Linked DNA regions of Gossypium hirsutum: region 2 is linked to region 1. Evidence: chromatin contacts called from public Hi-C data. All regions are on one chromosome and are shown on one strand. The core of a region is the stretch at or near the end of the contact, and the rest is flanking DNA. Distances in the headings are between cores, read along the strand shown.

The links. Hi-C and Micro-C count contacts between places; a contact is called where the count stands out from the background.
Region 2: a Hi-C map of leaf shows a contact between it and region 1, with 4 times the contacts expected there. The contact joins the promoter of LOC107950469 here to the enhancer-like site in region 1. A contact is called at or near these places in 19 of 34 Hi-C or Micro-C datasets (anther, callus, fibers and 4 more).

Annotation. Positions count from the first base shown.
Region 1 is chrD03:4,226,885-4,231,341 of Gossypium_hirsutum_v2.1, reverse strand. No RefSeq gene overlaps it. Among protein-coding and RNA genes, the nearest start is that of LOC107950470, 15 kb to the right of the region's middle. Within about 2 kb of position 1,916, at least 2 of the 9 cell types and tissues checked have an H3K27ac peak or open chromatin away from gene starts, as enhancers often do. A contact at or near this core is called in leaf, where this site is marked.
Region 2 is chrD03:4,294,482-4,298,938 of Gossypium_hirsutum_v2.1, reverse strand. LOC107950469 (probable trehalose-phosphate phosphatase J) reads right to left here and starts at 2,461. Exons shown (of 10, transcript XM_041089642.1): 1 at 2,195-2,461; 2 at 1,816-2,060; 3 at 1,583-1,723; 4 at 1,327-1,491; 5 at 1,076-1,234; 6 at 911-988; 7 at 747-816; 8 at 382-452; 9 at 209-301; 10 at 1-124. The coding sequence starts at 2,198. The coding sequence ends at 56.

The sequences.
Region 1 (4,457 bases), core at 667-3,166:
GACAAGCAAATGTAAAAGAATGGGTGAATAGAATATGATTCAGTGTATATATGACATCCCAAGTTGTCCAGAGGAAAAAAAAAACAAAACAAAACTAGCAGTCACATTGTAAGAAACGAGCCAAAATATATGCTATAATGATTAAAGAAACCTTTTTTAAGATTATTTTTTTGGCCTTTTTCTTGTTCTGACTAAATTAATTAACTATTTTGGGCAAAAACGTCTACAATTGAGCTTTGAAAATTCTAAGTCCAAAGAATGCTCAACAAGGCGTGACTAAAGGTTTTGGTCCTCTCCCACTCCTAGGGACATTACCTTTCCCACAAGGAAAAAAGAAAATGAGATTCTCATCATTGGTGTTTTCTAAATGTGGGTGTTTGAAAGTTTGATTAAAACTCATCAAAATAATTGAATCAATCGATTTAAATTTCGTTAAGTTAATTATCGATTAATTAGAGAAAAACAAGTAGAATGATTAACTCGAATCGATTTCTATCTTAATTTGAATTAACTGAGTTTAAAATATATATTAAATTTATAACTTTTAAAAACATATAAATCCAAACACAATCCTTTACCTAAATTCAAAACCCAATTATAATTACTAATTTCCTACACACTATCCAAAAATTGAATCCAATTAATAAATTATACATATTACTCAAAAATGAAACCCAAAAGTATTAAAATATGTTACCTTTAAATAAGTATATGTGTTCTAAATCCGTAGTTTCCGCACGCATAATATGGTAAAATTTATAGTTATTGTTATCCTCAAATCTGAAAAATATTTTTTTTTTTATTTTTTATTCTTATGAAATAGTCAATTTTTTTATTACCAAAGTAAATATAAAATCAATTTGGTCACATACTTAAATAATAGTCTAGATAAATAACTTAAATTAATAACTTAATAATTTCGCAATAAAAATAAAGAAATAGGAAATAATGTCAATTAACCAACCAAAAGAAACCCCATGTGATAGCCTAATGGTCAAGGGTATTCATCATCCTAGGTGTGGCCTGGATTCAAGTCGCGCTAGTCGCATTGGTTGTTCGGGATTTACCCTATTATTGTAATTCAACAAAAAAAAATCCAATTTAATTTTGTCAAAGTCGATTCAATTTTGATTTTCTTTAAGTAAAAAAAAACATTTCAGTCATTTTTCGAGTTTTTTTGGATCCAACTAATCAATTGTCACTTTTGTAGTGTTTATATCAACTCTTTAAATTAATTTGTAAAGACTTGAACTTATTAAAAGCATTATTTTTATAATCGAATTAGATCATATCAACTTGTTGAATTGAAAATTAATTATGGTATCAGTCTAGAAAAATATTAAATCGATTTATCCGTAAATAGATTGAACTCATTAAATTGAATAATCAAATCAATTAAACTGATTAAATTGATCAAATTAAAAATTGATGATTTGACCAGTTTAATCACCAATCAAATTTTAAAAACCTTACCTTACATTTATTGTGAAGTTATTAAGCTATTAATTTAGATGCTCCAACAGGCCCTAACTACAGCGACTAGCTAGTTTAAGGGTTGCCCAATGGAGTCAGATATTGGAAATTGAATAACTTTTAGCCCAAAGTATAATCACAAAGGAAGATAAGTAGGTTCATGTGGTGTAGTTATGATATTATATATTTTCAAATTTCTTTTTAATGACATAATAATGTTTAAAGTGTAACTATTGGCAAAGACTGAAGTTTTGGGACTTCAGATTAATTTAAGGTTAAGTTTTAATATTTAAAAGGACCAATTTGCTTAATATCAATTTTGAAAGGGACTAGAAAAATGTTTTTACCAAATTATTCAGATTTTGGGCCTTATGTAGAATAGGATTGATATTAGTCAATGAGAAATTTTGGGCCTTCAGGATGACTTGAAAATAATGAGGAGAGCAGGGCCGGCCCAAAACATAAGTCCACACTTATAATGAATTTGATAATTTTAAACCCAAATAAACACATCTTGATTGAATCACAAGTGAAGCGACAAATAACTTTAAAAAGTTACTGAATTGTTCAAAAGTTTTTATTTAAGTCACTAGATTGTTAAGCTATTTTTTTTCTTAAAGTCCGGCTAGTAAGCTCCAAGCGACGGTTTGACGATTAATACACTGGGTCAATACCGGTCGACGAGTAGAAGAACATACCTTAGATCTAAGTCAACCTGACTATCAATATCGAAGATTAGAGAAAAAAAACTATTTGGATCTTGGTTCGCAGGTTCGTGACGTTCAAAGTTATTTCATGAAAAAAAAACTAAATTATAAAATAGAAGGAGAATGAGAGCTTTTGACTGGTGCAGGCGGTGCGAACAAAGAAGGCCATACAACAACGATTTTAATAGTTCAATGACTTGAATGAAAATTTTCAAATCGTTCAATGACCATTTTACAACTTTTTAAAGTTGAGTGACTAAAACATAAACTTACTAATAATTTAATGGCGTTGGGTGTAATTGACCCTAAAATATTTATACAAATGTAGAGATAAAAACACTTTAATAAATAATAATGATTAGGAATTAGTGTTACATGTGTATCATAACCAATCATTGATCTATAACACAAACCAATTACTTGGCAAAATGAACAATCCTAGTAATAGCAAAAGTGACCCAACAAATTTATTTTCTCCAACCACACCAACTCCCACATGGTAAAGACAAAACAGGTGGTTGGGTTGGTTGAGGGTTTCAACTTCAAACACACCAAATTTAGCTGTGCATCACATGTAAAAAGCCCATCACTTATCTTTTGTTTCCTTTGCAGGACATCGTTCCACAGATCATTTCCATGGTTTTTTTTGCTTTTTGGGTATCATGTAATGTTTGGTCTCTCTTCACTTTAGATACTTGTGGAATTTTTATAAAAGCATTCATTACAATCCATGGTGTTAAAAAAACTAGCCCCACTTTTCTTAATTGGTTTGAGTATACTTTAAAGGTATTTTGATGGGGAATGTTTGATTACTTTTATTTACATTAATTAATATATTTATGCTATTCTCGTTAATTGGGTTAAAATGTAATATTTTGATATTTGTTTAACGGAATATAAGATTATTTAAATATACATTTTATTAAATTGTTTTTAATTATAAATAAAGATAAAAAGGAAAAGAAAAAAGAAAAATTATTAAATTATGATGAGAGTGAAACTGAGCTTTGGAAATTTTTTTAAAAATAATAATATGTAAAATGTTCAATTTTTTAAACTAGTTTATAATTAAACAATGAAAGAAGCAATTATAGTAATATGAATTTATTAACCCTATTTTTAGGGGGAAAAAAGGAAAGATTAAGGAAGGAAAAGACCTTTTTCCCCTTCACTCCCAATCTAAACATAGTCCAACGGTAATTATTTGGAAAGTTTTTATTCCATAAGCAGGGTTGATATTTTGCCACAATGTCTTTAGAGGTGGCGCCCGAGAAAGGTTGGCAACAGCCTCGACCTCCTTAAAATGGAAAATTAGTTTTTGCTTTATAAATTTTATAAAATTTTAAAATAGTACATGGTGAAACTGTACTTTGACTCCCTAAAAATGATAAAATTTTAATTTAGTCTTTTAAAAAATTATAAAGATATAAACCATTAAAATTTTGAAATTACATTTTAGCTCTCATAAAAATATACAACTAAAATCCGTCCAAAAAAATATTTTTAGCTTCACTCATGCATGCCTTATTTATTTAATTTAAAAAATTTTAAATACAATTTAAAGACACATTACAAAATCTTAACCTGTTTATGGAGTTAAAATTTTTCGTTGCTAATGTACCAAACAAATATTTATTCATTAATACTAATTAATTAAAAAGATAATGTAATCTATAAAATATAATATAATAAATAAACGTTGAGTTTCTTCAAACCAATAATAAGAATAAACAAAACTTATAATAAGTAAATAAATATGATTGCAATGTTACTTGAAAAAATATATTAAAAAATAGAGAAATTAATTCATTAAACTATATTAATTTCCTGAATTTTTTGTATTGATTTTACAGAAAATAGATCGAAGTCATTAAGAATGGTCATGTTACCAAAGTCACGTACGTTTACTTAACAAACATGTGGTGTTGAGGTCATCTCCACATTATTGAATCTCAGCATCGATGGTAATATCATATAACTAAATCAAGCGTAATTATATTTTAAAACTCTCATTGATAATTTTACATTCTTTTAATCTAATAAAGTCATATGAAATTATAAATTTAACTTATCATAAAGTTTTTAAAACCTTTAGAGGTGGGGAAATGAAACATTAATTAAACTTTGGCTATAATATAACTTTTTCTTCATTGTTGAATAACTTTGGGAGGATGCAACTTCCATTCCATTCACACTACTTTTTTGCCCATCTTATATAAGATGCTTTAGATAGAATCTAAGGGAAAGTTATGAACTATTTCAAAAGCAAAAGATATC
Region 2 (4,457 bases), core at 1,212-3,711, 67 kb before region 1:
TTACAATTTCTTTGCTAGGGTGCACAAATATATACTTCCACTATCTTATTTTCTTCTACATTCTCGACTGAGTTCTTAGAGATAATTCTTTCCATTCAACCAGACGTCGTAAAAAGTCCATGACCTACAAAAATATCCAAAAGAAAAATGAGTTGATCAAAAACCAACTGAACTAAAACTCGTGTTATTACAATAATTCAGAACTTACCTCATCTGGTTCTTGTAATGAATAGGATGCATTAGTGTCCTTGGGGAACTTGGATACAAGAATACCAAAACCTTGGCCTCTGTCCCTCAATATCTAAAAATGGAAATCAGACGTATTAACCTAAAATATCCACTGGGTTTCATAGGAAAAAAAAGTGCTTATTCATTGTATACCTTGAATGCATCTTCATCGGTCCGATCATCTCCGATATAAACGGGAAAGACATCGGTACAGTTAGCAAATCCTATAACACAAAAACACATTCACAACAATTAAGTAGTGATTAAAATATTTATTAGTGATCAGAGAATATCATGTTATTGTGTTCTATTTTTCTAGCATTACCAAATTTTTAATAAAGTAATGCCTTCTTGCCATGGCTGCTGTTTACTTTAAAAACTTTATGGATTTAGAAATATGATTAAGTAATATGAACACGCAGACACGAAGTGCACACGATTTTCAGGATCAAAGAACGTGTAATAAAAAATAATAATTTGGACAACTTTTTAAAGTAGAGAAAGAATGGAGAACTTACCAAGAGATTCTAACAAAAATTCAAGGGCTTTCCCTTTGTCCCATTTGATTGTAGGACGGATTTCCAAAACCTGCATGTTACGAAAAACAAATATAAGATATCAGTTTCGTAATTCATTGATAGACGTGTATGAACTTGTACTCGGTTAACACCAAATGGCTCACCTTTCGGCCTTGAGTTAGCCGAAGCTTGGGGTAGTCTTTTAAAACAGACTTCACTTGTTGTGCCAATTCACTCCATTTCTGTATTTTAAAACACAGCAAACAATCAGATGGTGGTACTGGTAATAAAGTTCAGTGATTTGTGATTTGCTGTTTTTCTTTTATTACCTTTTCATCAACACAACGGAAGTGTACTGAGAGACAAAACTTGTTGTTCTCCACTTTAGCACCTGGTGTTGATTTTGTAGTTTCAACCAACTGTTTATAAACCTCATCAATCATGGGAAGAAATTCACTAGCTGGTTGGAAAAGAACAGATTCAGTATCCTGTAAGAGTAACAAAGCAAGGTCAAAAAAATGTGGTTGGTTTCCAGTTTAACGCAATTGGTTCATGCAATAACGTGTACGACTTGACTCACTTTGTTAGATTTGGAACCTTTTTCAGGGCCTTTAATGTCCATGCCATGGCTTCCAGCATAGTATAGCTCAGCTAATTTGACAAAATTATACACCTTGTCCCTGCATCTGCCACTCACTATAGCTGTAGGGAAACATTTGGCTAGCTTTCTCACTGTCTTTCTCATCTGGTGTAATACAAAAAAAAAAAAAAAGGGAAATCAATGCTAAAAACAGCACAGGGAAAGTAGTCACTCGTCATATTAACAAACAGCTAACCTTCTTAGACATGAAAGCCCGATCTGGATCGGCTACGATTGGTGAAAGAGTGCCATCGTAATCAAGAAACATTACGATTTGTTTCCCTTTTGATGCATCGATTATCTGTTCGAACATATCTAGTGCTGATGGATGGTTTAGCTGAACAATTTAATCCAAAAAGGAAAAAGAAAATCAGAATCTTTATGAAAGGAAAAAAAAAGAAAAGAAAAAGAAAACCCATTTGAACTTACATTCCAGGAACCTTGATCATCAGCAATGGACGGTGCTGATTTCATATGAGTTGGAGAAGAAGCTCTCATGGAATCGACCCATGAATTAACTCTAGCTCCGGCATTGATTTCAAGGTTTTGAAGCAATTTCTTTCTGGAAATGGATATAAAACCAGGTGGTGCCGGTGGTTTCTGTGCTGATTTTGGATCAGAGACCATGTTTTGACCGGCGGCGATGTTCTTTGGTCTTTCTTCAATGAAACTCACTGCAATAAATAAGAACAAACCCAACATTCAAAACATTTTTAGTAAAGGTAAGATACCTTAAAAACCGAAGCACACATGTTTTGTTTTTTGTTTTCCCACTCCCCACCACCAAAAAAAAAAAACCCGAACTTACCCATTTTTGGAAATTAAGGTAATTAAAAGAAAATCTCAAAACCCAACAAGTGTTTGGTTGTTAATGTTAATGTAAGAGGAGAGAGTTCAAAATTCCAACCAGAGGAATTTACAGAGTACTCTGCTTTTTTTTCTTTTTTTTTTTTGAAACCCAAAGATTAAGGAACTGAAACAACAAAAAAAGAAGAACCCAAAGATTCGTGAAAAACAAGGAAAAAATGAAGGGAAAATATATGGAAGAGAGGAAGAGTGAAGGGAATGTATGTGAGTGAGACATGGAGGAGTTGAAGCTGGTTTTTATAAGCCAAAAAAAAAAAACCAGACATAAACGGACGACAACGAAACTCTTAGAAATATGTGGGACCCATCCTAGTTGTTGATTTTGGGGCCCATATTACAGAGAGAGAGAGAGCTGGTTTTTTTTTTCTGAGGAAGGTAATTAATCTGCTTTTTTTTAATTGGCTGCTAGTGGTCAAGCCACGTGGAAGACATTGGTTGGGATGATACACATGATGTGGGTTTCTGACACGTGGATAACCAAGTCACATGTTAGACCCACTGGATTATGGGAGATGTATTTTACTATTTTTGTTTTAATTGGATCCTATTTGGGTGGATTTTGGATCCACCAGCGACCAACTTGTCTTGAAATGTTAAAATTGAAATTATGGAGCTTTACCATGAAATTTCTTCATTTTTTTCCTCGGGAGTAGGGAGAGAGAGTGTGTGTTAGGGATTGAAAAAACATTCGATCCACTTCCACATAACTCGATTTGCTAGTATTAAACATTTTTTTTTGAAATTAAGTGTCAAGGTGGGACTGGACATATTGAGATTGAATCGAGTTTCGAAAAAAACCCATCTAATCTCCTCCTATGTAAATTACTCAAATACTCTTATATAATATTTGTTTAAAATATGCGATAATGACAAATAAATATTGAGTAAAGTGGTAAGGTAGATTTCATTTTTTATGAGAAAATAAAAGTTTTAGCGTTGAATATGATATTATTGAGAAGGAGAGTTGAAAACAAACTCTAAATATAAATAGTAAAATAAACATTGAGTATATATAAAAAATATATTAATATTTACTCTAATATACCTAGAAAAGAATTAATAAAAAATTAACAAATATTCTTCCATTGTGATGAAAATATTTAAAAATTTAAAAGATGTGATATATCAAGTCGGGCTAAAAATCAGGTATATCTTTGGTTTTTTAGGTTAAGTAAATTAATATCTAATTCAAGATATGAATATTTCAGGAAATACATCCTATTGCCATCCCTAAACTTATAGTATGCTATAATCAAGTCATAACTAAATTCAGAATCGAGAAAATTTTAAAATTTTGTTTGAGGGACATCAATTTTTTTTATAAACATATAATAAATTTATAATGTATACATGATTGGGGGGCATTTGCTATTTCAATGCCCCTTGTATGCAAATGCAAAACTAACAACTTAAAGACAAAACCCACCCTGTTAAGCAAAACCAGCTGCGAACAGTACACTGAATGATGAATATATTTCTGGCCTTTCAAAGTTGATAAAAGTCAATTTCCTCAATTTTTTTTTCTATAAAGGATCATGAAATTTACATGAATTTTTATTCAATTATATGTTAATTCATTGTGGGGTAACTTGTAAAAATTGATATATTTACTATAAACCTAACCCTTATTTATAGGCCAATACTTGGCATGTTTGGTCCCATCCCTGAACCTTATTTGTTGACCAAATTATCATCAAATTCTATTACTTCTTGTTTTGCTTATATACGCATATGGCATAGTGGGATATCAAGTGTCCAGTACAAATGGACTAAGAACAAATTTAAACAAAGCCGGTTAATTTGGACTAAAATTTACGTATGACATCAACATATGAAGAGATTTTGAAACTCACACATATAATTGTACATGATACTCCAATTTTGTTTATTATTAATCGATAATATTTATGTTTACGATAAATTAATCTTTTGATAAAACATGGTTTATTTAGCCTTGACTTATATAGAGTAGTAGTTAAAGTTTTTGTTAAACGAGTTCCGTGAGAACTTATCCCCACCCAACAATATTGTATAGCAAAAAAATGATTTGTTCAAATTGTTGTTTTACTATTGAATTATCAGTATTTTTAATCCACGAATAAAAGTAAAGAAAGTATCAATCTATCATATTTTCATTTATTTTTGAATATGTTTGAACACTTTTATTAAATATTATTTATTTTTAGCTAAATGTTATTCGTATT